7 separate regions of the Mus musculus genome follow, and regions 1, 2, 3, 4, 5 and 6 are each linked to region 7. Evidence: chromatin contacts called from public promoter capture Hi-C data. All regions are on one chromosome and are shown on one strand. Each heading gives the region's core, a stretch centred on a gene start, on an enhancer-like site or on the middle of the called end of the contact. The rest is flanking DNA. Distances are from core to core; before and after follow the strand shown. Region 1 holds the start of Ppp1r10 (protein phosphatase 1, regulatory subunit 10). Region 2 holds the start of Dhx16 (DEAH (Asp-Glu-Ala-His) box polypeptide 16). Region 3 holds the start of Mdc1 (mediator of DNA damage checkpoint 1). Region 4 holds the start of Nrm (nurim (nuclear envelope membrane protein)). Region 5 holds the start of Abcf1 (ATP-binding cassette, sub-family F (GCN20), member 1). Region 6 holds the start of A930015D03Rik (RIKEN cDNA A930015D03 gene). Region 7 holds the start of Trim26 (tripartite motif-containing 26).

The links. Promoter capture Hi-C pulls out the DNA fragments that hold promoters and counts their contacts.
Region 1: a contact with region 7 is called in a promoter capture Hi-C map of pre-B cells, with 5 times the contacts expected there. The contact joins the promoter of Ppp1r10 here to the promoter of Trim26 in region 7. A contact is called at or near these places in 4 of 39 promoter capture datasets (cranial neural crest, erythroid cells, hippocampal neurons and 1 more) and 3 of 115 datasets of contacts at active chromatin or transcription factors (astrocytes, embryonic stem cells and pancreatic cancer cells).
Region 2: a promoter capture Hi-C map of pre-B cells shows a contact between it and region 7, with 4 times the contacts expected there. The contact joins the promoter of Dhx16 here to the promoter of Trim26 in region 7.
Region 3: a contact with region 7 is called in a promoter capture Hi-C map of pre-B cells. The contact joins the promoter of Mdc1 here to the promoter of Trim26 in region 7. A contact is called at or near these places in 1 of 39 promoter capture datasets (pre-B cells) and 1 of 115 datasets of contacts at active chromatin or transcription factors (pancreatic cancer cells).
Region 4: a promoter capture Hi-C map of pre-B cells shows a contact between it and region 7. The contact joins the promoter of Nrm here to the promoter of Trim26 in region 7. A contact is called at or near these places in 2 of 39 promoter capture datasets (hippocampal neurons and pre-B cells).
Region 5: a promoter capture Hi-C map of hippocampal neurons shows a contact between it and region 7, with 9 times the contacts expected there. The contact joins the promoter of Abcf1 here to the promoter of Trim26 in region 7. A contact is called at or near these places in 12 of 39 promoter capture datasets (the 3T3-L1 cell line, 3T3-L1-derived adipocytes, the C10 cell line and 8 more) and 2 of 115 datasets of contacts at active chromatin or transcription factors (astrocytes and pancreatic cancer cells).
Region 6: a promoter capture Hi-C map of pre-B cells shows a contact between it and region 7, with 7 times the contacts expected there. The contact joins the promoter of A930015D03Rik here to the promoter of Trim26 in region 7. A contact is called at or near these places in 9 of 39 promoter capture datasets (the 3T3-L1 cell line, 3T3-L1-derived adipocytes, cranial neural crest and 5 more), 3 of 484 Hi-C or Micro-C datasets (the N1E-115 cell line, cortical neurons and reprogramming fibroblasts), 3 of 115 datasets of contacts at active chromatin or transcription factors (astrocytes, embryonic stem cells and pancreatic cancer cells) and 1 of 9 other capture datasets (embryonic stem cells).

What each region holds. Positions count from the first base shown.
Region 1 is chr17:35,914,588-35,918,568 of GRCm38.p6, reverse strand. It overlaps Ppp1r10 (protein phosphatase 1, regulatory subunit 10), which reads right to left and starts at 1,373. Exons shown (of 19, transcript NM_001163818.1): 1 at 853-1,373. Mrps18b (mitochondrial ribosomal protein S18B) reads left to right here and starts at 2,129. Exons shown (of 7, transcript NM_025878.2): 1 at 2,129-2,277; 2 at 3,765-3,873; 3 at 3,980-3,981. The coding sequence starts at 2,206. Mir1894 (microRNA 1894) reads right to left here and starts at 680; the gene lies at 600-680.
Region 2 is chr17:35,878,443-35,882,695 of GRCm38.p6, reverse strand. It overlaps Dhx16 (DEAH (Asp-Glu-Ala-His) box polypeptide 16), which reads right to left and starts at 2,918. Exons shown (of 20, transcript NM_026987.2): 1 at 2,578-2,918; 2 at 1,174-1,418; 3 at 901-1,066; 4 at 618-674; 5 at 1-254. The coding sequence starts at 2,784.
Region 3 is chr17:35,838,946-35,842,803 of GRCm38.p6, reverse strand. Mdc1 (mediator of DNA damage checkpoint 1) reads right to left here and starts at 1,306. Exons shown (of 16, transcript NM_001010833.2): 1 at 1,125-1,306.
Region 4 is chr17:35,858,856-35,863,169 of GRCm38.p6, reverse strand. It overlaps Nrm (nurim (nuclear envelope membrane protein)), which reads right to left and starts at 1,852. Exons shown (of 4, transcript NM_134122.2): 1 at 1,653-1,852. The coding sequence starts at 1,785. It overlaps Mdc1 (mediator of DNA damage checkpoint 1), which reads right to left. Exons shown (of 16, transcript NM_001010833.2): 16 at 3,500-4,314.
Region 5 is chr17:35,967,178-35,971,168 of GRCm38.p6, reverse strand. Abcf1 (ATP-binding cassette, sub-family F (GCN20), member 1) reads left to right here and starts at 1,419. Exons shown (of 23, transcript NM_013854.1): 1 at 1,419-1,523. The coding sequence starts at 1,451. It overlaps Gm32655 (a long non-coding RNA gene), which reads right to left and starts at 1,384. Exons shown (of 2, transcript XR_385568.4): 1 at 1,164-1,384.
Region 6 is chr17:35,992,461-35,996,330 of GRCm38.p6, reverse strand. It overlaps A930015D03Rik (RIKEN cDNA A930015D03 gene), which reads right to left and starts at 1,827. Exons shown (of 2, transcript NR_015618.2): 1 at 1,771-1,827.
Region 7 is chr17:36,835,079-36,839,041 of GRCm38.p6, reverse strand. It overlaps Trim26 (tripartite motif-containing 26), which reads right to left and starts at 1,896. Exons shown (of 10, transcript NM_001025599.3): 1 at 1,778-1,896; 2 at 1,470-1,577.

The DNA.
Region 1 (3,981 bases), core at 124-2,623, 920 kb after region 7:
TGGCTTTTAAAATTATACTCCTGAGTTCCACATTTCCCAACCTTTCCACCCTCTTAGCTGTATCCACCACCCACTAAAAAAGTATCAAGTTAAAATGTTAATCACTTTTGCCTTTAAATAACCTATGCAAGCTGAAACAATCACAAGACATTCTTTACCTCCCCAAATGTTATTGTATGTACTTGTTACTATGATTTTTGCCCTAAATTTAAGTGTCTTGCAATCTTTATTCCTAGATTGCCACCTATTTTAACCACACAATATATCCCAAGCAAATTACATTAAAATAGAGAGGATTTAACAGTCACTTTAAAGACATAGCCAGCTAATATTTCTCTGCCCATCTCCTTACCCTGCAATCTTTATGTACAGATTGCTTATTAATCTGGCAAATTGAAAGGCGTTCTGCTTGTCTCACACACAAAGAAGTGGGACTTCTGGGCCACAAGATCCACCATCTTTTGTATGTGAGCTCATTAACCCTTTTGAAGACTGCTAACCAGAGGAAGGTAACCATTCCTCCTTATTATCGCAAAGGCTTATGCTCTGGCAGTCTGGAAATCTGCTGGATTATCAAGGGTTAACCGTCAAAATCCTCACTGGCTGGCCCTCCCTTCACCCTCTCCCTTGCCTGCTCCACAGCAGGGAAGAGGCAGGTGGTAGGGGAGAGAGAACAAAGACTGTTTAGACCCACAGGACCTTTAATGGAGATTTAAGAGACCCGATTGGTCCTTCTCTCCAGTACTCTACATTTGTTCTATGGTCTCATTTCTTCCTCTCATTATTTTTGGTTTCACAACGGGAAACGTTGATTTCTTGTTCAAGGCTGGTTTTTGAAAATTCGACACTTACTATCCAATTTTTTTGCGACGTCAGCACCTCGGGCTCAGGGGGGAGGGGTAAAATTTTGGAGGAAAAAAAATAAAGCAACCAACCAGGACCCAAACTCAGTTACTTGTGGGGCCTCATTGGATCAAAAAGTCTCTTTTAAAAAAAGTAAAGACCAACTCAGTTTTCATTTCCCCCCCGCCCAACTCCATTTAGGGAGAGGGGGTCGTTGAAAAAAAAAGTCTGAGTGGATTCCAAAACGGAAATGCTGGATGAGTGAGATTGGGTAGGTTTGGGCAGGGAAGGTGGTTGATTATTTTTGAAGTTATGTGGTGACGGTCCTTCGGCCACAGATCTCAAGTCCCAAGCAGCGTGGGCTGGTGGGGTGGGCAAGATAGGTGGGGAGGGGCAGAAGACACGAGTGGTTGGGCTGGTGGCTGATTTCCCTTTCCCCCCTCTCAGGATCCTTTCAAGGGTTTAGATGTTGCTGAGGCTTGTTTGTTTTCCTGATGGCCGGCCTGTCTTTCTCCGAGAAAATTCAACCTGGGGTAAAAGGAACACAAAAGGAGGAAGGTGTAATCAGTACGGGTCGCCTTTAAACGTTTCAAAGTTGTCGCAGGACGCAGCCGCATTAGGGAAAAACGTGGCTGCCCATTAAATCCGAAACCACCCCGTTCCCCCGGCCCGCTCTCGGCAAAACGTTACCCTCCAAAGCGACGGAGCACCCAAACTTACCTCTAAACGAACCCCAGAATGGCGGCCGCCCGCTCGGGCGGAGTCTTTTATACCCGGCCACCGCCCAACGCACCCTAACGTGATGGAGAACCGCCCTCGCCGGGACACATTGTGCGCGAGGCGAACTCTGATTGGCCAGCGTGCGAGCCGGGTCGCCCGCGGATTGGACGTCCCTCCTCCACCTTCCCGAAGCCCCCTTCCCTCGGTTCCCCTCTTCCGTCTCCTTGCTATCACCTCTACGCCAGCGCGTGATCGCCGCGTCCGGCACCTCCCTTTCCTCTGCCTCCACCACTTCCGCTCCGGCGACCCGGGGTCGCCCTCGGTTGGCCGAAACGGCCCGACGCATGCGCACTGGGAGCACCCTGGTTAAAATCGCAATCAAATCTGCTTTCATGTTAGACACTAACCATGGAATCTAGGATTCATCGTGACTGGTCCGGGAGAAATGCAATTTTGAAGGCTGGTTCGATTGTGACGCAGTTTAAATTCGCGTCTGTGGACCCCGCCCCTTGACGCTTCCGCCCTTAGACATGTGAGCAGCCGCCTTCCGCATTGCGGGGCGTGTCCTTGGCCCACCCTAGTGCGTGTCCCGAGCATGCGCAGTCGCTCTTCCGGCAGGCCGTACGTCCGGTGTGCGTCAAGATGGCTGCCCCCTTGCGGCACACGCTTCTAAAGCTGGTTCCTACACTCTTACGAAGTTCCTATGTAGCTCAGGTAAAACGTTGGAGGGGTTTTCTCTACCTCCCCGTGGTGTCTATACTTTCGATCTTCCTTCCATTAGGAGGAGTCAAGGGGCATGGGTTTTCCCACATGTCTACGTGTCAGCCCTGCACCAGCCTCCGTCCCCTACGGCGCGCGATTTCTAACTACCGAGCGTTCGGGTCAGAGCCAGGGTTACGGGTTATCATCGTCGTCTCCCGACTACCATTAGGCAAAAGAACTAAATGGTGGGGTTGCCCCTGTGGAAATGGGCAGTTTGTAACCAGGTCGTTGGTGCCTGAAGTGGCACCCAGGACGTGTTTGGTTTTTTTTTGTTGTTGTTGTTTTTTTTTTAGCAAAGGACCCTATTTTAAGGATTTTCCCCGGTGTTCGGGAGACAGCCCAGGTTGGTCTCATAGGTACTTTCTGAGCTTTCTACCTCTCCCTCCCAGATTATGGAATTAAAAGCAAGTACACTAGTCCTACTCCACCTCGTCACACGTCATTTCCCCATCAGAGCATGCTTGAGATCATTCTGCTCTCTGGATTGAGATTGCCCTTTAGCCTCAGGTACTCACCACCCTGGAGGTTCTCCGCAGGGCAGGGAGGAATAGGAAGGCTTGTCTCGACGCCACTCCCTAAAATGGGACTACAGAGTAGTGACAGAGGTTACCACCGAAGTAATAACAGGCTTGGTGGCTTTAAAGCTAGCGTTAGGACGCAAATTTGTTTTGCTCTGTGGAATGTTGACCTGCAGCATTTTAAGAAACTGATCAGCGCAGCGACTTTGGGGTTTTCTCATCTGTATGAATCATGCCCAGCTCTCCATTATTAATCTTTGTGTTTTCTTTTTATTTATTTATTTTTGGTATTTTGAGACGGGGTTTCTCTGTATAGCCCTGACTGTCCTGGAACTCACTTTGTAGACCAGGCTGGCCTTGAATTCAGAAATCCTCCTGCCTCTGCCTCTCTGCGGAGTGCTGGGACTAAAGGTGTGCGCCACCACGCCCAGCTTTCTTTTCTTTTTTTTTTTTTTTATTAAGAGATTTATTTATTATTATACATAAGTACACCGTAGTTGTCTTCAGACACACCAGAAGGGGTTGTCAGAGCTCATGGGTGGTTGTGAGCCACCTTGTGGTTGCTGGGATTGCTCTTACCCGCTGAGCCATCTTGACAGCCATTATCAATCTTATTTCCAAAAGTTTGGCATTTTTTTCACACCATAACCAACCAGTGCTCATCAAACGCAGATATTTGTATGCCAAGGTTTTTAAATTGTCACATCCCACTAACATCTTTTACCTTGTTGGCTTATCCTGCAGGGTCAGCTTGGGGCCCTAGGTAGAGTGGTTGTCAGTTTAGCATCAACAGAAATGCTACTTTCATAGCAGAAATGCTATTTTCTTGATGAGTTATACTGACATTTTGTGCACACGTTCCAAACTCTGTCCCCAGTGTATGATAAACCAAATAGTTGCAGCCTCTTACTCCCTTTTTAGGTTCCCCTCCAGACTCTTTGCACCAGAGGCCCTCCTGAAGAAGATGCTCCATCCTCGCTTCCCGTTTCCCCATATGAGAGCGAGCCTTGGAAGTACCTGGATTCAGAAGGTGCCTGAGGCTAGGGGAAAGGAGGGGAAGATGCAGCCCGAAGTGTCTAGAGAAGACCCCTTCCACTCTCGCATGCATAAGTAAACTCATCTGGTCTTGATTTCAGAA
Region 2 (4,253 bases), core at 1,669-4,168, 960 kb after region 7:
TGCCCTCGGGTCTCCTTGGGCATGTGGTAGCGATTAGTGGCCTCCAGCTTCTCCTGCTCTCCGGCTGCCCGGTACTCCCGAGCCAGGTCCCGCACACGTCGCTTGTACTTGAGCTCCCTGCGCTCATGGCGACTCAGCTCCACGTCCCCAAACAGGACCTCCTCATCAGCCAGTTCCGCCTCCAGGTCCTCCAGTTTTTCTCGCTCCCGCTTCGCCAGGTATTCCCGACGAGACTTCTTACGGAGCTCAGGGACCTGGGTCAGGAAGGGACAGTCAAGTCCTCATCCTACCAGCACTGAAACCCTGCTCCCTGCACACTCAGAGTGTGCAAAACTCCAAAGAGGAGGATGTGGGGCCTTTTGGTGCTAGCTATTTTGTGTCTCATCAAGTCTCAGAGACACAATGACTTGATCTTACCAAGGCGAGAGGATTTGTAACTTTCTCCTTCTACAACCCAAGTCCACTCTTTTCCGGTTCCTGTCAGGCAGGCCCCTCTCCTCTAGAGCCTGACCACCCAGACACATCTCTGCACACTCCCTCTGTGACCCTTCCTGCTACGGCCGACCACTCCAGCCATCTTTGTCTTCAGACACTGCTTTTTGAACCCAGGGTCTCACCATGGCTTTCCGATCTTCCTCAGCCATCTTGAGGCGCTTCTGAGCCTCTTCATAGGCCTAGAAGAAATCATGTAAAGGGATGTGAGGCCAAAGGTACCATTGCTGTCAGGATGACTAATGTCCTTCGCTGCCCCTCCTCGGTGGAGAACCTCTGTCGATCTCAACCAGACAGGGAGAACCATAGCCAGTGAGCCCACGGGGAACCCTAGTGACAACTCTTGTCTTCCCAGAGACAACTCTGCAGCCAAATCCAGACTTGCCTGACTGACTCTCTTCAGCTCACCTTCTTATCTGACCGTTCCAGGACATTCCGGGTCCGGTCCTTGTCCCGTTGCCGAACCCGCTCTGCAAAGGCATCCCGTTCTTCCAAGTCCTGGAGACGCTCACGCTCCGTCCTTTCCCATTCATCCTCTGAGGCTGGCTTCTCCTCCGTGGGTGATTTACTCCCCCTGAACCCAGCAAACCCAGCCCAGTGTATCAAACGGGGGTACTGAGAAAGCTTAGCATCCCCACAGCCGACAGCCTGCTCCAATCCCTCTCCTTCCTTCTGACTTACCCTGCCTTCCTCTTCCCTGACTCGGAAACCTCTTCCTCCTCGTCCTCCTCGTCCTCCTGGTGTTTCTTCCTGAGGTGTTTCCGTCTCTTCCGCTTCTTCTGGAGGCTGCTCCCGTTACTACCCACTGCCTCCTCGCCGCTCTCGCTGTCTTCCAACAACTTATAAGAACGGTTTTTCTCTAGCAGGGCTCGGGCCTCTCGCTCAGCTGCCCGAGCTGGCTTTTCCACCACAGCCTTCCGTGGCACCTGCCGGTAGATATGACAGCTCCTGACCTCAGTACCCTCATTTGCCTACGAACCGGTTACTATATCTAAAGCCTGTCTCCATCTTTCTCTTCTTCGTGGTCTTGTTCTACGGTCATAGCTCAACAGGGCTCCGCAGCTTCTGAACGTCCTTCTAGGAATCCACTGAGCAAATGATTACTGAAAGCCATCCCGTGGTGGAGGCAAAGAACCAGCTCTCACAGGTTGTACGCTCACAGCCTCACACGGGCATATGCACGAACTAAAACTTCTTCCTAACTTTAATGACTTACTTTTATTTTTATGTGCACTGGTGTTCTGCCTGCAACGTGAGCTGTGTGTGAGGGTGCTGAATCTCATAGAACTGGAGTTACAGTTGTGAGTTGCCACGTGGGTTCTAGAAATTGAACCTGGTTCCTCTAGAGGAACAGCAAGTGGTCTTAATCCCTGAGCCATCTCTTCTTGCCCCACGATAGAATTTTTTTTTTAAAGTATTGGTTCTGAGCTTAAGTAGTTTATGTTCTAAAACCCATTTTCTTTTCATGATTTATTTTTCATTTATTTATGTGTATGGGGTACCTGGCAAAGGCCAGAAGCCCTCCGATCTCCTTGGAGCTGGAATTACAGATGGTTGTGTGCCACTAGGCCTGGTTGCTGAGAACTGAACTCAAGTCTTCCAGATGCACAAGGGGTCTTAACTGCTAAGCCATCCCTCCCCAGCCTCGATCCTATTTCCTAAATGCTAATTCTCCTAGCTCTGTTCTCAGTGACTCTTTCCCAGGGCTGGGGATTGAATCCAAGGCTTACTGTATGCTAGACAAACATTCTACCAACTGAGCTACATCCTTAGGCCTGGGGTATGTGCTGTAACTAACAATGGCTCTAGCTTAAACATGTATGTAGAGCCCCATCTCGAGTCTTCTCCACAGACCTGTATACACCCAACACCTAGCATGATATCTAGATAACAGAGGAAAAAAATTAAATGGTGGGCGGAACCAAGAATGAAAGGTCTCTCTGTCACCCCACTACCAGGGAGGCTCGCTGCAAGTTCTAAGCCAGCCTGTGTACTATATTGAAAGTTGCAGGCTATCACAGAATAGACAGCCACACTGCGTACGAGCCAATTCGGCTGTGAGTGGCCTGCCCCGGCGGCACACACCTTGCTCCAGAGCTTCAGGGCGAAGTCCCGCGCCGGCCCCCCGAGGTCCAGGGTGTCGGTGTCCCGCAGGCGCTGCACGAACTCCTCGGCGGAGGCGCAGCGCTGTGCGGTGCCGATCAGGAACTGCGCGACGTGCCGCTCGCTCAGCCCCAGCACCGAGTGCAGCTCCTCCTGCACCCACCGCTCCAGCCCCGCCGGCGTCGCCATGGCGACGCGTCCTGCTCCGGGCGCGCAACCGCGGAACGGCCAGGACTGCGGCGGGGACAGAGCCTGCGGTACTACCGCCTCGCTCCGGCTGCCGTAGAGACTCCAATTCCACAGACCGCGAAACCCGGAAAGAGTCGCGCTCTTCCGGCCAGGGATCGACGGTGGCTGGGCGGGTTCAAATCGCGCAGCCTCTTTCCCGACGCTAAGTGCAAGAGGCTTTCATGCACAGCCTCGTCCAAGCTCTCCGTCGCCCCCTAATGATCTGTGCGCGGGTGCAGTTCTCTATCAATACAAGCTGTCAGTGATGACTAACTAGTTCCCACAGCTGGGATAAATAAAAGACGTACAAATCAGGGTTAGGAAAACAAGATATATAACAAAGGGCTGGAGAGACGGCTCAGCGAAGTCGAGTTCGATTCGGTGCACCCACATCCCTCACCAACAACCACGTATATCTCCAGATCCAGGAGGATCTACCACCTCTGGTCTCTTCTGACACCTGCACTTGTGTGCACGTGCTCATACACAAACACACATACACCTAATTTTTTTAAAAATAAATTTTTTTTTTTTGGTTTTTCGAGACAGGGTTTCTCTGTCTTGGAACTCACTTTGTAGACCAGGCTGGCCTCGAACTCGGAAATCTGCCTGCCTCTGCCTCCCGAGTGCTGGGATTAAAGGCGTGCACCACCACGCCCGGCCTAACTTAAAATATTAAAAATTAAAACAACAAAAACTAAAGGTACATAATAAATACATTTAGGTGGGAGTTTGGGTATCATAAGATTTTAATATTTATTTATTTAATGTGCATGTGGGTTTGCCTGCATGAATTTATCTGCACAGTATGTGTGTGTGTGTGTGTGGTGTGTGTGTGTGTGTGTGTGTGTGTGCCCTTTTAGGTCAGAGATATTGTGTCTCTCTGAACTTGGAGTTACTGGTGGTTGGGACCTGCCTGATATAGGTGCTGGGAACCAAACACCAGTCTTCTGAGAGCAGCAAGTGCTCTTAACCACTGAATCATCTCTCCAGCCCCTCTATTGGGTGTGTGTGTGTGTGTGTGTGTGTGTGTGTGTGTGTGTGTGTAGGCATTTTACTTGCAAGTATGTATACCACTCAGAATCTGGAGGAGGGCATTGGATCTCCTGAAAATGTAGTTAGGGGTGTTTTTGAGACATCACGTGAGTGCTGGGAGTTAAACCTAAGTGTTCTTAATTGAGAAGCCAGCTCTCCAGTTCACCATTTAAAAAACAAAAACAAAAAACAAAAAAACACGGGACTCATGTACAATTAGCTGGCCTTGTATGTACTACATAGCTAAAGATAACTTTGAACTCTTATTTATTTATTTATTTACTTACGCACTTAATTACTTACATCCTCAAAGCTGCCCCCTCCTGGTCCCCCCTGAAAGAGTTTCTCCCCCTATTCCCCTTCTCCTCTGAGAGGGCACCTCCCCACCCCAGTAT
Region 3 (3,858 bases), core at 57-2,556, 1.0 Mb after region 7:
TATCAGGCATAATAGCCAAACGAGACAGGGAAGTAATAACTCCAAAAATTGATTTGCTCAGAATAACACAGCATGTAAATAGAAATGAGTCACAAAGCCCCCAGTTTATACACTCTCATCAGCATACTTCAGCTTGAAGTGCAAAGAACCAGAGAAGCTAACATATAAAGAGGGGTTTATATGTTAAACAGTTTTAACACATTAGGTTGACTGATTCATTTGTTCTTGAGAAGAACCCTGTAAAAGTATGGTTGTTCTTTTTTTTTTTTTTTTCCCAGATGAGAAACGTCAACATAGATGGGTTAAGGACCGTCTCTAAATCACTCCTAGCGTTTTCTCGTGGCTGCTAAGTTCACAGAATTAAAGTAGCTCCTTGGCAAGACCCTTTCTGTCTTTGTTTGCTTGTTTTCGAGACAGGGTTTCTCTGTGTAGCCCTGGTTGTCCTGGAACTCACTCTGTAGACCACCAGGCTGGCCTCCAACTCAGAAATCTGCCTGCCTCTGCATCCCCAGAGCTGGGATTAAAGGCGTGCCCCACCACGCCCGCCCGGCCCCCTTTCTGTCTTTGACATCTCTTTCCAGATCAGTACGGGTGGAACTGTATCTACATCCCCACCTCCCCTACTCGGGTCCGTCCTATTTACTCTGCAGGAATTATGCACACCTGGTACCGGTCAGTATTTGGGCATGCATCCTCAAAATGAATCCTGCTCTCATGGTAACTACATAGCCGGCGTTACTAACAGACAAACTAGAGACAGAAATTCAAAACTGCATGGGTGGATTTTACCTATAAAGATGTCACACACGGGGAAAACGCTGAAAGGAAAAGTAGTGTACCCCAAGAAGTAAACTCCGTCCTGCCAACCCAGCAGACGCCTACGACCCTTTGCTCCAAGTGAAGGGCAACCATCTTTGGTACCTACGCTGGAGTTCGTTCCCTCGTGGCCTAAGGTTTCCGTGTCACCAAACCTACACCCGGGCCAGGGCGCCAAGCAAGGATTAGCATAAAAAAACCTAAAACCGCAACCCAAATTACCTCAGCCCAGTGACACCTAGGGCACGCCCCTCCCGCCCTCAGGAGGAATCAAAGATGGTAACCCGGGCGCGGGCTGCCGAACTCACCGACTGAATCCGCGCGCGCGCGCCACCAGTAACGGCCGCTACCAGGTGGCGGGAGTGCGAATCCCGGAAGAGAGTCGGTGGGCTGATTGGCTCCTGGAACTGTCTTTTACTGCTGGAAGCGCGCCGATTGATTCAAGTCGGAAGCCCCGCCCCTGCCTCACCTCCTCACAGCTCAAATGTGCGGCTACCGGCGGGAAACAGGCTGAAGAAAACGCTAATCAGGAGGGTGTGGCCTGAGAATCCCGCACCGTGATTGGGTAGTGCCCTAGGCCAACCCTCCGTCGCTACGTCATCCACGGACTACTTCCCGCGCAGATTTCCAAACGCCTACCAGAGAGTCTGGCGCCAGTTACCGGCGGCGGCTAGAAGGGCTCTATCATAGAAGTCATTCCAAGGCCAGAGCGCCCTTCTCGGTCATCCCAGAAATGGCGCCAGCTGACTCACGAGAAATGGGGGGTTGCAGGCAGCAGTCGTGGCTGGAGGCTGCAGATTGGAAAACACCCTGTAGGCGTGGCACTTTAGAACTCCCTATTGCAGAGGGATTTTATTTCCGTTTGATTTGGACTGTTTACTTGCTTTTCTTCCACATCTATGTATGTACGTATTAATGTATAAAATGACGGACTTTTTTTTTTTTTTTTTTTTTTTGGTTTTTCGAGACAGGGTTTCTCTGTATAGCCCTGGCTGTCCTGGAACTCACTTTGTAGACCAGGCTGGCCTCGAACTCAGAAATCCGCCTGCCACTGCCTCCCGAGTGCTGGAATTAAAGGCGTGTGCCACCACGCCTGGCCAATGACGGACATTTTGAGGTCATCTTCCTAAATGGAAGATCCTAAATACAGCAAGCTGTTTTGCTAAAACCTCAAAGTCTGTCGTCGTCTTTCAAAAGAGGAGAAAAGTATAATAAAATAATTTATTTCATTATAATAAAACATGAAGGTATTCCAGGAAAGTGGCTTGTATAGTTCTTTCCCGTTGGTTTTTTCAATATGTCCATAATAAATCGCCAGACGTTTGAAGCTTTAAGTTGGATGACTTATCCGTGTTCCTAAAGTAAATGAGACAAATTCAAGTAGCACGAAATAATCAATAATCGCTTTCATTGTTGGCATAACCAAAATTGAAATATTTTTAATGAATAAAGGAGTATTGATGTAACTTAAATGTTCTTTGTTGTTGTTGTTGTTGTTTTGGTTTTTTGTTTTTCGAGACAGGGTTTCTCTGTGTAGCCCTGGCTGTCCTGGAACTCACTATGTAGACCAGGCTGGCCTCGAACTCAGAAATCTGCCTGCCTCTGCCTCCCAAGTGCTGGGATTAAAGGTGTACACCACCACTACCCGGTTAAATGTTCTTTTATTTAAAAGATGACTTGAGCTGTATGTTGATTGCATGTCTTTGATTCATTTTCTTTAAGCCAAAGAAGGGTCTCACTATGTGCCTCCGCTAACCTCGAACTAACTAACTTAGCAGGTCAGCCTTGAACTCACAGGGATCCTCCTTCCTTTCACTGGTACAACACGATTATATTCTAGATACTGCTTACTACATTCTAGATACTGCTTACATTCTAGATACTGCTTACTAGACCCTTCCCTTTGTTGTTGTTGTTTCTCTTTTTAAAAGAGGTTTTTATGTGTATTGGTAGTTTGCTTGCATGTATGTCTGTGTACTACTACTATGGGTGACAGAAATTGAACCTGTTCTGAGAAGGGCAAATTCTCTTAATTGCTGAGCCATCTCTCTAGCCCCACGTATGTTGTGTTTCCAAGACAGGCTCTCATTTTGTAGACTAGGTTAGCCTCCAAAGTGCAATGATCCTTCTGTCTCAATATCCGTATTTCTTGGGAGTTTGGGCAGGCACAATCTAATTTTTCCTTTCTATTTGTTCATTTAGAGACTGAAGCTAAAGCTTGTACCTCAAGCTGTCTAGGTAGCCTCTAGGTAGCCGGTGTTGACCTTGAACTTCCCTTGCCTTCTAGTCAGAATTCGGGGACTAATCATGTGAACCACTCTTGCTCTAATTAATCATTTTGTATCCCTTTAAAGCTTTGAGGATACTTAGTAATTTTCGAAACCCTGGAAAGAGAACATTAAGGCCTCTAACTTGAGCCCATTCAATCAACTCCCTTCTTCCTGCTCAGTTCCAGCACATTGCCACAGACTCACCTAATGAATAAAATCATTTAACTGGAAAAACAAACAAATCCCCTTGCTTCAAGCAAGTGTCTGAGAGAGGGAGGCACTGTCTAAAGACTGACATTCTCTTAGTCTGTCCACCCTACAGCCTGTCCTGACAGGATGACCAGAATGTCTTCAGCGTCGTCTGAAAGGCCCAAATCCCACGCAGATTTTACATACACCTTCTGTCTTAGGCAGGATTTCCATTCCTGCACAACCAAGAAGCAAGTTGGGGAGGAAAGGGTTTATTCAGCTCACACTTCCACATTGCTATTCATCACTGAATGAAGTCAGGACTGGAACTCAAGCAGGTCAGAAAGCAGGAGCTGATGCAGAGGCCATGGAGGGATGTTCTTTACTGGTTTGCTCAGCTTGCTCTCTTATAGAACCAAGACTACCAGCCCAGAGATGGCCCCACCCACAATGGGCCCTTCCCCCTTGATCACTAATTGAGAAAATGCCTTACAGTTGGATCTCATGGAGGCATTTCCCCAACTGAAGCTCCTTTCTCGGTGATAACTCCAGTCTGTGTCAAGTTGACACATAAAACCAGCCA
Region 4 (4,314 bases), core at 603-3,102, 980 kb after region 7:
CTGAATTCAAGCCCAGCATGGTGGTGTGTGCCAGTAATTTTAGTGCTGGGAAGGCAGGGACAGAAGAATCCCCAGAGAGTCTTAGTGGTTAACAACACTTGCTGTGAGGACCCAGCTTGGTTCTCAGCATCTACATGGCAGCTCACAGCTATCTATAACCCCAGTTCCAGGTGAGCCATCGAACCTCTTGGTTTGCCTCAGGTCTCTGTAAAAAAAAAACAACTATGTCCCAAGAATATGTGGGAGATAGGGCTGGAGAGATGGCTCATCGGTTAAGAGCACTGGCTAGAGCAGGGAAGTGGTGGTGCATATCTTTAATCCCAGGACTTGGGAGGCAGAGGCAGGTGGATTTCTGAGTTGGAGGCCAGCCTGGTCTACAGAGTGAGTTCCAGGACAGCCAGGGCTACACAGAGAAACCATGTCTTGGAAAACCAAAAAAAAAAAAAAAGAGAGAGAGAGAGAGAGAGAGAAAGAGAGAGAGTGCATTGGCTAGGAGGCAGAGGCAGGTGGATTTTTAAATTCGAGGCCAGCCTGGTCTACAGTGAGTTCCAGGACAGCCAGGGCTATGCAGAGAAACCCTGTCTCCCCCCTCCCCCCTCAATAAGCACTGGCTGCTCTGGCTGCTCTTCCAGAGGTCCTGAGTTCAATTCCTAGCTACCACATGGTGGCTTACAACCATCTGTAATAGGATCTTATGCCCTCTTCTGGTGTGTCTGAAGACAGCTAAGGTTTACTCATATACATAAAATAAATAAATCTTAAGAAAGAAAGAAAGAAAGAAAGAAAGAAAGAAAGAAAGAAAGAAAGGCATGGTGGCCCACACCTTTAATCCCAGTACTCGGGAGGCAGAGGCAGGCGGATTTCTGAGTTTGAGGCCAGCCTGGTCTACAGAGTGAGTTCCAGGACAGCCAGAGCTATACAGAGAAACCCTGTCTCAAAACACCAAAATAAATAAATAAATCTTAAAAAAAAAAAAAAAAAAAGAATACATAGGCCTCTGAATTCCAAGCCAGCTGGGGATACATAGAAATACCCTGAAAAAAAAAACCCAAAAACAAACAAACAAACAACTCAAGGTTGTCCTTCAGCAGCCGTTTGCACTGCACACACAGGAGCACAAGCACACATTCCACAATTATATTCATTCACACACACACACACACACACACAAGCAAGCAAGGAGACTAGGGAAGTGGTCTTTGGTGTGGTTTTCTTGTTTGCTTTTCCAAGACAGGGTATCTCTACATACATAGTCCTCACTCAATAGATCAGGCCTTGAAATCAGTAATGATAGACCTTCAATCAAGAGATCCGTTTGCCTCTGCCCCCTCCAATAATAGGGTTAAAGGTGTGAGCTACCACATCTCGCTGTCTGGGGTTTTCTAGCAGCGTTTCCCCTTTTTTATCTTTCTCCTTCCCCTGGCTCTCCTCACAAAACCCCACCCCCACCCCGGGCCGTACTCTGTCAGTCTTCACTCGCAGCTTTCTGCACAAGACTAATCTTGGAGTTTCTGATTTAGCCTCCGCTCCCTTCCCAGCAGCGCCTCCCAGCTTTGGCGGTTTCCCTGTCATTTGTTTCCATGCCCCGCCCTCGCCACGCTGCTTCGGCTCCTCCTCTCCGCTTCAGCTCGCCCTGGATCCCTGCGGCTCACCGGGACCGCCAGACTCCGGGATCCCTCCAAGCAGCGGCCTCAGGGAGGTGAAACGCACGAATTCCACTCCGGTGCCAAAGGCCAGGATGAAGGAGGCGAGGGCCGCAGGAACCAGCAGCAGCGCCGGTGCCATGGCGAGCAGCGCGGAGCCTGAGGAGAAGGCGGGCTCAGGGTTCCCGCGACTGCTGGCCCTGCCCAGGTCCCGCCTCCTTGGGGGTGCTGGCGGCAAGGCGGGGACCGCGAGCGGCGCGTCACAGCGCGGAGTTGGAATCCCAGGCGTCGTCAGGGCAGCTGGTCTGCGGCTACCCTTGTGGGTCGAATCTCAGCGCTGTCAGTGTTCTCGAGGAAAGTGAAGACAGAGCCTCCCTTGCGTGGAAACATAAAGAACATCTTGTTTTTAAAGATAATCACTCCTTATTCTCCAGCCTCAATCCCTGATGTGCTGGGGTTACAAACGGCGCCACCCCGCCCAACATAGATTTTTGTATAGTGACCGTTTTAGAGCTGGGTGTGGTGGCTCGTGCCTGTAATTCCAGTACTCGGAAGGGTGAGGCAGGAGAATTTGAAGTTAGCTTGGACTGCATATGGAGACCGGTTCCGAAAAAGCCATTAAAAAAAAAAAGAGAGAGAGAGAGACAAGGTCGGGAGATGGTGGCATATGGATCTCCAAGTTCCAGGCCAGCCTGGCCTATATAGTCAGTTCTAGGATAGCCAAAGGCTACACAGAGAAACCCTGTCTCTAAAACCAAAGACCGAGTAATGAAAGGCTCAATCACCATAGCTATCCAAGTACAGGGTCCTCAGAAGACAAGAGCTGATTCTCTCAGATTACAGATAGAGCAAGGGCAGGGAGGCTGGTTGCTCCCAAGACGTCTGGACCAAGTTCTAATGCATTGTATAGCACTTTTCCTCCCCACCCTGATCTCTGCTTGGGAAATGTATTGAGTGGGCTCCATCTGTGAATGTTTTTGAAGAAGTTCTGTACTTACATTTATTTTGCCTTTATGTGTATTGATGTTTTGCTTGCAACTATGTGAGTGTCAGATCTTGGAGTAACAGTGGTGAGCTGCCATGTGGGTGCTGGTATTTGAACCCAGGTCCTCTGGAAGAGCCCAGTACCCTCAACCACTGAGCTCTCTCCAGCCCCCACTTGGACTGCTCAAAAAAAAAAAAATGTATATATATTTTTAATGGCAGAATCTAGCCAGGTGGTGGTACACGCCTTAATGGCAGAATCTTCATGTAGCGCAAGATGGCTTCGAACTTGCTGTTATGTAGCTGAGAATCATCTTGAGCAGATCCTCTTGCCTCTGCCTCCAAGTGCTGGGATTATGGCCTAGCATCACATCCTGGCTCCACTGATCTTCTAGACACTGTGAAGTGGTCCCAGAAGAGCTTATAGGTGGGAAACAAGCAGTTGACTATGTGTGGTTTCTCTTTAACCTGTTTCCTCCTTAAATCATAATGCAAGCTCTAGGGAGGCAAATGCCTAAGGCTCACTGTCCATCCAGCCCAGCCTAAGGGTGCCCCATGTCCCAGTGAGATTCCCTATCTCAAAGAAAAACAAAGTGGCCCGAGGAAAGACATCCAAGGCTGACTTCTGGCCTCCACAGGCATCAAATGAACAATGGTCTAGGACTACTGCTTAGCGGTGAAGCTTTTGAGCAGCATTTCAGGAAGCCTTAGATTCAACCCCCGGCACCACCAAAAAAGAAAAACCTTAAAGATCAAGCATATAACTGGGGTGTGAATGAGTTGTAAAGCAATTGCCTGTCATGAGTTGGGCCTCATTTGTGCCAACCACCAATAGTTCTCTAAGCTTATACATAATTCACTGCAGGAAAATATAAAGTAAGCAACTTTTTTATTGAAGTGAAATTCATAAAGCAAAAAAAACCCAACCCTTTTATACATTAGTACTTAATATTCTGCATTATGTACAATCACTTCCTCTTTCTGATTCCAAGTCTTTCAACTCCCCACAGGGGAACACTAGACCCCTTGAACAGCTTCTGTGTACTCATGGTCTGGCAAGCATCAATTTGCTCTTACCTTTGTGAATTCACACCACACTTTATATATTATTATGCAGGTGGAATCAAACCTGTCCCTTTTGTCTCGCCCTTGTGTTAGGGTGTCTTTGACCACCTTCAAATACTGTGTTTTCACTTCATGTCTGAACATTGCTTTCTGTGCAGACAGTATATATGCTCATCCTTGCTGAACAAAAATCTTCAGCTTTTCTATATTTGGAAAGAGGTGAGGGGCTGGGAATAAGGTTTAGTGGTAGAGGCTTTGCCTAGCATGCATAAAGGAAGGAAGCTCCAGGTTCAAGCCCCAGCCCAACCAAAAAGATAAAACATCAAGTGCTTTTCATTTTTGAATCTTTTGCAGTTTAGACTGAGCTGACCTTGGGGGCGGAAAAACAAAACAAAAACCCAAAAATCCACGATGAGCTTGAACTTCTGATCCTACTAGCCTTTACAGGGACTGCTGGGATTACATACCAAATGCATGTTTAAAAGTTTTCTTTGCAGCCGGGCGTGGTGGCACACGCCTTTAATCCCAGCACTCGGGAGGCAGAGGCAGGCAGATTTCTGAGTTCAAGGCCAGCCTGGTCTACAAAGTGAGTTCCAGGACAGCCAGGGCTATACAGAGAAAC
Region 5 (3,991 bases), core at 170-2,669, 870 kb after region 7:
CTAGTATGTGTGACACTGCCTTAGGTTCCATTCTTGGACCATATAAATAAACCAGGCACATTAACACAGGTGTGTAATCTCAGAGCTCAGGAGGGAGACAAGAAAATGGGAAATTGAGTATCATTGGCTACTTAGAGGACTTGAGGCAAGACTGGACTACATAAGGAAAAGAAGAGCATGACTGAAGACAGGAGCTGCCCCAGGTGTGGAAACCCTCATCCAAACCCCCATGCCTGTCAGTCATTAGCGTTAAAGCCAGCCATCTCTTGATTGTGGTTTGAAAGGTATATGCTTCCTGGGAGGCAGAGGCAGGTAGATCTCTGAATTCATGGCCAGCCTGGTCTACACAATGATTTCCAAGACAGCCAGGGCTACCCAGAGAAACCCTGTCTCAAAAAAAAGGGGGGGGGGGCTTGTTTGTCAAAACTTACAACTGCTCATTGCTTGCCATTTTATGTGCAATTACAGTAGGTCAATTAGGACAAAATTATCACACACACACAAAACTCCAGGTTCCATTGCATAATAGTTATTGGGGTGGAGTTCCTTGGTTATATCTGTACACCTGGATATTTATTGACATGTCAACCAAGGGCGAGTAAGGTTACACTTTCCTAAGCCGACTGGCTGTGGTGTCTTTAAATACAGTTTACAGTACGTAGGATTAGAAAAAAATAGGATTAGAAGTAGTGAAGAATGACTGAAGAGGTGTACTGTTTTAAATAAAGTGGCCAGTCAGGCATAATAGTACAGACTTGTAATCCTGGCTCTCCCAGAGGCAGAAAAGCAGGCGGAATTCTAGGAGTTCCAGGCCAACCAAGACTACATTGTGAGTTTCAGAGCAGCCTAAGACTACACAGTGAGTCCCTGGTTAAACAACAAAAAGGATTCAGAACAGGGTGTGTCGACAAACCTCAGCACTCCTACCAGGCAGTGGTGGCGCACACCTTATTAATCCCAGCACTTAGGAGGCAGGGGCAGGCGGATTTCTGAGTTAGAGGCCAGCCAGTGTTACACAGAGAACCTTGTCTGCAAAACAAAACAAAACTCAGCACTCCGGAGCCAAAGGCAAACGCCTCTCTGGGTTGGAGGTCAACCTCAGCTACACAGCGAGTTCCAGACACCAGCTAGGATGACACAATCAGATGTCTACTTCTGCCTACCTGGAAATTACCATGTCCTTCTTTGAGTGTCACCGCGTCGCAGCATCAGCTGCTTAGGCGTTGGGACGGTCATGACGCGCTGCCCACTCCAGTCAAGTAGGTGACGTCTCTGGCCACACCCCCAAAGCCGCAATGCCGCCACGCCCCTTTGCCCCACGTGTCTGCGCAGCAGACCCTCCGCGGGTCGGGGCGGAGCCTACATGGAGAGCCCGCCCACTGGCCGGCCCACATCGCCGGAAGCGGAAACGGCGCCGGGCGCCGCTGGAGGACTCTTAACTGCCGCCGCGATGCCGAAGGGTCCCAAGCAACAGCCGCCCGAGCCCGAGTGGATCGGGGACGGCGAGGGCACGAGCCCCGCGGGTGAGTGGGGAAGGAGGCAGGAGTGGCGGGGACGGCGGCGGCCTCCATGGAGCGTGGGTCCTGCGCATGTGCGCCGGGGCAGAGGCCGCGTGCCCCGGGCCGTCCTAGAGCCCAGAGAGGCGGACGGGAGACGGGAAGACCATATGTCACCGAGGGAGGGACGGCAGGACAGGAACTAGAATTGTTGACTTCTTTCCTACCGCGGTGAGGGAGCGTGCCTTGAATCGTGTGGTGCGCTCCCAACTGCACTTGCCTCCCTCCCAGAGAACAACAGCTCCTTCGTGGACTCCAAAGGCTCGGTCCCGCTGGACTGCACTAGGTGCTGTCTTTATGTCAAGGGCTAGGATCAAGGTTTACTTTAATACTCATGCGATGTGCTTTGTGCGTGGTATAAAGGTCTCTTTTTTTTAAGACGTTCTCTCAGCCAAGCCTTGGGGGAACACGCCTTTGATCCCAGCATCAGGAAGCCGAGGAAGGCGGATCTAAGTGAGTTCGAGGCCAGCCTGGTCTACAAGGCGAGTTCCCTGACAGCGAGGCCTACACAGAGAAGCCCTGCCTCGAAGAAAACAAGATCACTCTACATAGCCCTAGCTGTCCCAGAACTCACTCAGTAGACCATGCTACCCTCCAAGGCACAGAAATCTGCTTGCTTCTGCTTCCCAGGTGCTGGGATTAAAGGTGTGTGCCAGGATAGATTTAGGAACACTAGGCTCTGGCAGTGACTTTTGTAAGAAGTGTCAAAGAAATAGTAAGGAAGTGAAGACTGAAGAGTTGCTGTCAATCAAGTGCCTGGTGCAGAACTAAAGACTGGGCAGATAAAAGGGTACAGAAGGATGTCACTCTATTAATCAAAGTGCAGTTTAAGGAGTGGGTAGTGAGCTGGGCAGTGGTGGTGCACGCACGCCTTTAATCCAAGCACTTGGAAGGCAGAGGCAGGCAGATTTCTGAGTTCCAGGACAGCCAGGGCTACACAGAGACACCCTATCTCGAAAAAGAAAACAAAACAAAATAAGAGAGTGGGTAGTGGACCATTAGTAGGTAGTAGTGCTTGAGAAATACCTTTAATTAAAAGGTGTTTTGTTCTTTGAGGTGGGATTTCACTATGCAGCCTGACTAGTCTGGGACTCACTATGTAGATCAGGCTGGCCTGGAACTCATAAAGATCCATGTGAGTCTGCCAATTGAATGTTGGTGTTACAGATGTGCACCAACATTCCTAGCTGGAAAGAAAACAAACAAACAAAAAATTAGTATTTTATGTGTATGGGTGCTTTGCCTTTGTACTGCACACATTCAGTGCCTTTGAAAGTCAGAAGAGGGCGTTGGGTATCCTGGACCTGGAGTTTCAGGGAGGCTTGTTAGCTAGGCTTAGAACCCAGGTCCTCTGGAAGAGCAGCCAGTGCTCTTTTTTTTTTTTCTTCTTCTTTTTTAAAGATTTATTTATTATTATATGTAAGTACACTGTAGTTGTCTTCAGACACACCAGAAGAGGGAGTCAGATCTTGTTAGGGATGGTTGTGAGCCACCATGTGGTTGCTGGGATTTGAACTTGACCTTCAGAAGAGCAGTCGGGTGCTCTTACCCACTGAGCCATCTCACCAGCCCCCAGCCAGTGCTCTTAACTACTGAGCCATCTCTCCAACCCTGAAAATAAAAAAAAAAAGAGAGAGAGAGAGAGAGTAGTGTTGGACTGTAAGGTGGAAAACATGCAAAAATTATTTTTTTTATGTGTATGAATGTATTGCCTGCATGTATATAACTGTACCATGTGTGTGCCTTGTCGGTAGAGGGCATCTGACCCCCTGACAATGGAGTCACAAGTGGTTGTAAGCTGTCATGTGAGTGCTTGGAATCAAGCCCGGGCCCTTTGAGAGAGCAGCAAGTGATGCTCTAAAGTGATGAGCCATCTCTCCAGCCCCTGTGCTTTCTTGAGGGAGGAGCATGCCTTGGAGCAGGTGTGGATGGGAAGTCAGTAGACAACTTTGTAGCCAGTTCTCTTTCCAGCCCAGTGTGTCTTGAAGGCTGAGTTGGAGGTGTGACAAGGACACATTGTTAACTGTCTCTGGTGAGAGAAGAGACTTGACATAAAGATGTAGATAAGTGTGGTTGGAGATACAAAGTTCTAGAGAGTGCTGACTGAGTTGTTTGTTTGCTCCTTTGTTTGTTAAGTTATATGCAGACCAGATTGCTGGACCTCCTAAGTGTTCAGGTTTTGCATGTATGCAGTAAGCTGCCTAAGCGATGGGATGCAAGTCTAAACATAAAATACACTTTTGCTTCATATACACCTTATAAACACAGCTTAGAGGTTTTTTTGTTTTATTTAATACAAGGTCCAATGTAGTCCAGGCTGGCTTTGAACCCATGTATAGCTAGGGATGGCCTTGAACATGTATTGCTTTAGCCTGAGCCTTAAAGTGTTGGCATTACAGACTTGAGCCACAATGCCCAGTTATATAAAGTGGAGA
Region 6 (3,870 bases), core at 578-3,077, 840 kb after region 7:
ACGTGATTTGTCTCTCAAGGCCTTACACTTCTCCGTCAATTCTTAGCCACCTCTGTTAATAGTCTTGTTATTAACAAGATAGTCAATAACAACCACTCAGTAGGCCTCTGAGACCTTAGCACAAGTGACTCCATGATGGAAGTGCCATTCAGGATGTAAAACTCAGCACCAAGACAGTATCCCCCGGACAAAATGAAAACAAAGACTTAATCCATCAAAGTCTGTAGTTCTGGGGAAATGTCTAAATGTACTAACATTGCTGTCTGCTTCTGGATAACTGTTCTTGTTAACTCAAGTATGTCAACCCAGAACATGGTTTTTGGTGTTTAAAAGTTCACTCGGGGGGGGGGGGTATGGGGGACCTTTGGGATAGCATTGAAAATGTAAACGAGGAAAATACCTAATAAAAAAAAAACAATAAAAAAAAAGTTCACTCAGAGAAAGACTCGGGGACACTGGGAGCCTGGACACTCAGTGTCACCCCCAGCCAGCTACTAAAGACTTTCTAGTGGCTTAAACCCATGTCTGAGCAATCTTCTCGGGCGGATAATACCATCTGTATTTTCCCTGCTGTGTACGGACATGCTATGAACTACCAGCACCAAATTTCAACTCAGCAAGAATGTGATCTGGGCTAGCAACTTTCATTAAACAATGTTTCCTGTGACCACCCAGGATCCAATGTATGAATATTTTTGCCTGCATGCAGCCACCAGTGCTGGACACTGAACCTGGGTCCTCTGGAAGAGCAGCCGGTGCTCTTACCTGCTGAGCCCTCTCTCCAGCCCTGCTTATTAGACTTCTAACACATCAAGAACTTCATTTCAACCAGACATGGTGGCGAATGCCTTTAATCCTAGCGTTCAATAGGCAAAGGCAGACAGAGTCCAGGCCAGACCCTACTACATAGCAAGACCGCCCCCCCCCCAGTCCCCCCCCCTCCAAAAAAAAAAAAAACCAATATCGAGTTCTCTGAGTAACTGGCTTAATCTCTTCCATGGCTCATTCATCCTGACCTCACAGAAATCCACCTCCTGAATGCTGGCATTAAAGGAGTGAGACACCGTGCCTACCACCATTCCCTTTATAAGGTGTGAAGAGTGGAGACCAGAGGACAACTGTATCTTTCCTAACACAGCCTCCATTTTTTTTTCCTCTAAGACTCACTACTTAGGCTACTGCGGTTCACCGAGTAGTCCCGAGTAGTCCCGGGGATCGGCCTGTCTTCCTCCCAGCTGGGTTTTCATAACAAGCCACCACGCTCACATTTTTAAAGCGATTTCCGATGATCAACCTCGGAGGTCCTGTGCTACAAAGCAAGCTCTTTACCGATTAAGCAACCTCCGCGGCCCTAAACAATGTGTTTTAACACACCACGTTATATATTTCAAACGTGTGCAATTTTTGTCACTTACACCTAAATAAATAAAGCTGGGGAAATTAAAATCTAATGAGGGCCGGGCATGGTGGTGCAGGTCTTTATTTCCAGCACTCCGTAGGCCTAGGCAGATAGATCTGGGTTCGAGGCCAGCCTAGTCAACAGATCGAGCTCCAGGAAAGTCAGGGCTACACAGAGAAAACCTGTCCTGAAATGAATGAATAAATCTACTAAGTAAGCTTAGTTGAGCCGAGAAAATTAAAATGAAAAATACTATAGTAGGCGCTTCAAGTTGCGAAGGCTTGACGATTGTACGCTTTTCTAGATTTGATAACCGACATTTCTGACCAAAACAAACAAACAGCGACTTTAAAAGGTTTTCGTGGGCTTACCGTTTGAGGAAGAGACATGGCGAAACCGGTCTGCGACGCCGGACTAGACGCAAAGCCAAGCCCACGGGCGAAACACATCCGTCTTCTTCACCCGTTGGGTGGGACTTCCGCTATCAAGGCTCCACCTTCTTAAAGGTTCCCCAAAAACCGCTAGCAGCTGGGGACCGACCGTTCAAACACTTGAACCTATGGGGGACCATTTCACCCAAAGAATGGACTGTCAGATGGTATTAGAAATTATCTCGAGCTGGCCGTGGTGGCACACACCTTTAATCCTAACACTCGGCACTAGGCAGGCAGGTTGGTGTCTGAGTTCGAGGCCAGCCTGGTCTACAGAGTGAATTCCAAGACAGCCAGGGCTACACAGAGAAACCCTGTCTCAAAAAATAAAACCAAATAAATAAATAAATAAATAAATAAATAAATAAATAAATAAATAAATAAATAAATAAATAAATGACTTTTTCCAACCATTGAAATCTGCTACGAGTAGAAGAACGAAGCTAAACGGTTTCAAAACAGCAGCAACGCAATAGCTCTAAGATAATTTTTATTTGTGGTATGAGATAAGGTCTTGTTATTTAGCCCAGGATAGCCTATCTGTTCACAGCAATCCTCTTGTCTCAGCCTGAAAAGCTGGGGTTAAAGGGGTGCACCACAGCCCAGCTCCATCGAACGTCGCGCGACGTCAGGGTTTCCTCTGCGCAGCCATGACGCATCTTGACCAGCAGGTGGCACTGCGGAGTCGCAGGTGCGGTGGACCGACCCTTTACCCAAGGCTGTGGGGATCTTGAGTTCCAAGTGTTTTTCCTGCTGTTGCAGCTACTCATTACTTACTACCTACTGATACATAATATTTCAACATAAAGATGAGCTGTAGCCGCACAGCTATCTGAACGTCACCACCAGTTATAGGCTGTTGTGAGCTGCTGGGTGTGAATGCTAGAAACCCTGGAAGAGAATCAAGTGCTCCTAAATTGCTGAGCCTTCTCTCCACCCCATAGCCAAATTACTTGACAATTACATCCTTATTCCAATGCCTGCACCTCTATCCGCTATATGGGGCCTTCAAGCTCATCTCTTCAATGGGTCCACTGCACCACAATGTTCAATGCCACCCTGACCCTGCCCACCCCCCACCCCCAACCCAATTACCTTCAACCTCCATCGTCTTCCTCTGGGCCTTCTCTCCTCCCTCCCCTTTACATTCCTGGTTTTCTCTAACTGGCTTACTCCTCTTCCCAGACAAGAAGTAAGACGCCTGCAAATTCTCCTCTCTTCCTACACAGGTTCTCAGCTTACACTACACTCTGAAGATGACCTATTCCTCTCCTCCCACCTCTATGCTGATGGTGCCCAATGTCTCCAGCCAGCATCTCTTCCCCAAGCTGTGCTTGCATATACTGTCTGCATATATTGTCTCTGGAGATCGCCCATAACAAACATGCCAAACTAGAGCCATGCTACACTCTGTTCCCTTACTCTACAACTCCATCACCAACACACACACACACACACACACACACACACACACACACACACACGAGAGAGAGAGAGAGAGAGAGAGAGAGAGAGAAGCAATCCAACAGCCTGTCCATCTATCAAACAGTCAAACAGTCTTTCCCCCACTGTTTCTGGTTCATTTTCCTTCTAGGATGGCTATAAAACCCTCTGGTCACTTTCCCCTTCCAAATAAATGTCCAAGTTGCAAACACAGTGGTCTACAGCCAATTATTTCCCTGCCTTTTAGTCCTAGGGTTAAATTTTTATTATTTTTTTTTTCCAACAGGGTCTCATGGTGGAGCTCTGGCTGGACTGAAACTCAGAGATCTGCCTGTGCCTTCCAAGCTCTGGAATTAAAGGTGTGCCCCACCACACCCAGCTCTATGGGTTTTCTGTTTTGTTTCCAGACAGGATTTCTGTTTAACAGCCCTGGCTGTTCTGAAACTCACTCTGTAAGATAAGGCTGGCCTCAAATTCACAGAGATTCAACTGCCTTTGCCTCCCGAGTGCTGGAATTAAAGGTGTGTCCCACCATGCCTACCTTCACGGATTCGTTCTTTAAAATGGGGACTGAAGAGCTGGCTCAATGGTTAAGAG
Region 7 (3,963 bases), core at 647-3,146:
GTGAATAAGAAAAATAAATAAAAAAAAATAGTAAGATATACCATACAAACACACATCCAAGTGTTTATATCAGAATATGCTTCAAAAGTCCACGTGAAAAAGGCTTGTTCTGCTGGGCGTGGTGGCGCACGCCTTTAATCCCAGCACTCAGGAGGCAGAGGCAGGCGGATTTCTGAGTTCGAGGCCAGCCTGGTCTACAGAGGCTTGTTCCTTGCATCAGCACTACTGAAAACCAATTCAGACCTTACGAGGTGTACCACTTTAGGACACTGAGATAGCATCATAGAAGGGGGCTGTGGCATGCTGATGTATCTCTTTCTCCTCTCTTCCTGCCTATTACATGAGTGGTTTTGTTCTTCTGCGCACTGCTCTCTCTGTGCCTGCTGCCTCATGGTAGGCCCAGATCAACAGGTACCAATGGGTCATATGCTGCAACTTCTAAGCCTGTGAACCAAAATCAACCTTTCTCCTCGTGTGTTCATTATCTGAGGTATCCATTACATAAGTGTCTCTGAAAACTCTGAAACCAAATCTAAAAACCAATGCAGTGCAGCAACCTGGGTGAGAATATGGAGGGATAAGGTGAAAAGGAAAAGGTGAATAAATATAGTGTGTGGACTTTGGCCAATAATAATGTGTTATTTGTCAATGAAAGGAAATCAGTTGGGAGTTATAGACACTTCACACACTGTTTTCTCAATTTTTTCTGTAAATGTACAACTGTTCTAAAAAAAATTAAGTGTATTCAAAAGTGTGGGCAGATGCCTGTAATCTCTGTAATCGAAGCACTCGAGGCAGGAGGCTAACCTGGGCTGCCATGGTCAGTTTCAGACCATTTTGGATACATGGAGACACCCTGTCGTTGTCATCACCATCGTCATCATTATCAAATTTAAAAGTTGCAGTTTTAAAGGCATTAATGAAAGCTTTCTTTTAGAAAAATATGGGTTTGTTTGTTTGTTTGTTTTAACTTGGGAGGAATACTCTAGGCATCATGAATCCATCTCACTAACAAGGGGTTCAGGCATGCATGAACGAGCGCATGTCATTCTTCCCTTCTTTGAAACACACACAAATGGTTGTGTTGTCAAAATCTGGAATGTACGGGGAATTGTTAAGTGTCTCCTCCTATTCACTTCCCAAAGTTAAATTCATACATTTCTTTTCTTTTCTTTTTTTTTTTTTTGGGTGGGGGTGGGGGTGGGGGTCAAGACAGGGGCTCTCTTTGTAGCCCTGGTTATCCTAGAATTCATTTAGTCTGTAAACCAGACTGGCCTCTAACTCCCAAGCACTGGGTGTAAAGGCGTGCACCAGTCCACAGCCAGGTTTATACTTTCTTTTCCTAAGCTAATTAGGTAGTAAAATCATCAGTGATAACGAACGCACAGCTCTTGGTACAACTAGCTAAACCAGTTTACTCTGAGGATAAATAAATAAAAAAAAAATAAACAGATACATAAATATAAGACCTGCTTCTGGTCATGCAGGGCTCCAAGCCACCAGGTGGAACGTCATCCGGGTCCCGCTCACTTCTGGCTCTGGGGACTGGAAGAGACTGAAGTAAGTCTGGGTTGGACCTGAGGAGGAAGGAACACGGCGAGCTCAGGGCGAAAGGCCCAAAGGCGAGCCGGGGACGCGGCGCTCACGCGAGCTCGCCGTCCCGCGCGCCCGGGCCTGGTTAGCCCTGCCCAGGGCCCGCGGCCGCCTTCGCTGTCCCCACCCGGGTCGCACGGCGGCCGCTCCTCCGCGTCTCCTCACCAGTGCAAACCGCACTCACCCGCGCCGCTCTCCGGGCCGGGTCACTCCTCTCCCTGGAGCTGCTCCGCGGGGTAGGTCCTGAGCAAGCAGCCGGCACCACAGTCTCCCCGCCCAGCAGTCTCCGGGAGCTCCGGGCCCTCCGCCGAGATTTCTCTGGGACCAGCCCTGGGATTGGCTCTTGCCAAACTCCATCCTCCAATGGGAACTTCAGGATTCTTGACGTCACTGATCACTGGGCAAATCCCCAGGCAGCGGCCAAAGAGGTGAAGCGGCCGGGCCCGAGAAAAGGAAAGTGAAATCGGAAGCGGCCAGTGCGTCACGGTTGTCTTCCAGCTGCTGAGGTCGCGCGAGGCCTCGTGTAGGTTAGGGTGCTGAAGCCCCCATAGCTTTCGAGACCCCATTTCTGATTCCCTGCGGTTAGGGGTGGGCTGGGGTGTCTGCAAGGGCTGGGTTTTAGATGGGGTTTCCTCCTCAGGGCCTGCCTCTAACTAAGATCAGACCAGTCTATCAAGTTTTTCCAAGATCCATCACAAATATCATTTTCGAAGCTCCTGGCTAGGATGAACCATTTTTGACAACTAGCCTTCCTTACACAAGGCAGGTGCTGTTCCTGCTGTACAGAACAAAGTAAACACACATACACATTCCACACTCCACCCCACACCACAGTGATAGTTCAGTGGGTAAAGATGCTTGCCACCAAATCAGATGACTGGCTTTCAAATCCCATATCCCCCACATGATGGGACATGAGAACATCTATTCTGGTTGTCCTCTAAGCTCCACAAGCACATGCACTCTCCACCTACGCTAAATAAATAAATGCAAAACATTTAAAGATCCTGGCGCTAGGGAAACCGAGGCATTAGAGTTCAATACCAGCCTGGGCTACGAAGGGGGAATTTGTTGAAAACTGAGAAAAACTACAGAACCTGCAATATCTGGTACTGAGGCCCTCTACAGGAGCTTTGAGAGCCTCCTGCAGCTCCACAGCCAAGGACTCGACCACGCCCACTAGCCTGAAAGCCCTTTTTGCACACAGCTTTCTGCTCTGCAGGAAATCCACAGTTCCTGCTACTTCCAAAGAAGTAGTCCGAGCTGCAGGAGGGCTCCGAGTCCTAAGTCCTAACATTTCACCAACATATGGGGAGTGCTTTTGAGTTTCCTGTGAGCTGTTGTAGGGGGTGGAGCGGAGTTCTGGATGCCTGTGCTCTGGACTTTGATCTCAGCACACCCTAAAATCACTAGATACCTGCTCTTTCAGTTGATATTGGGGGTGGGAGCTTTGTTTTGTTTTGTTTAGAGACAGAGTCTCACTATGTAGCTCTGGCTGTCCTGGAACTCGCTCTGTAGACCAGGCTGCCCATATTCAGTACCGGTTCTTCCCACTCTGCCTGCGTTTCCCTTATATCTACAATAAAAATCTTCTCCATACTTAAGGAATAGTCACAGGGAGTACCTCAACGATGGTCAGAGCCAAGGAATGCTGCCAAAAAAAAAAAAAATCATATTACACAACAGAGCTCATGAAAAAGATTTATTGGAAGTGGAGTGAGAAGCAGGGCAGGCTGTGATGGTGCAGGCTTTATAATATGGGGTATGGAACATGCATATAGTGAAAATGCAGGACAGTGGCGAAAGTGAAAAAAAAGCCAGGTCCCATTGGTCTTTAGTAATGATGAGGATTGAAGGGCAGGGGATAGGGGAGCTTGGTTTTGGAAATGTGGGTGACTCTCGGTTGACTAACACTTGTTTTTTCATTCACTGTCTAAATGGGTAACCCACCATACATTAATCTATTTTGATTTATTTATGCATGTCTCATACACTGATAGTGGGTTTTTTTTTTGTTGTTGTTTTTTGTTTTTGGGTTTTTTGTTGTTGTTTTTTGTTTTTTTGTTTTTTTGGTTTTTTTTTTTAGATGTGGGTGTGGAGAGATGGCTCAGAAGTTAAGGGCAATTATTCTCGTAGAAAACCTGGATTCCACGCCCAGCAACCATAAGACAATTCACAACTGCCTTTAATTTCAGATCCAGGGGATTCTAGACTCTGATCTCTTTGGGCACCAGGCATACAGACAGGTCAGGCCCATACACGCATGCGGGTGAACTACTCACATATAAAATAAACAAATAAGCCAGCCATGGTGGCACACTGTTGCAGGATGTTTGATCACACCGTTAACCCTGTGAGACTGCGTTGTTC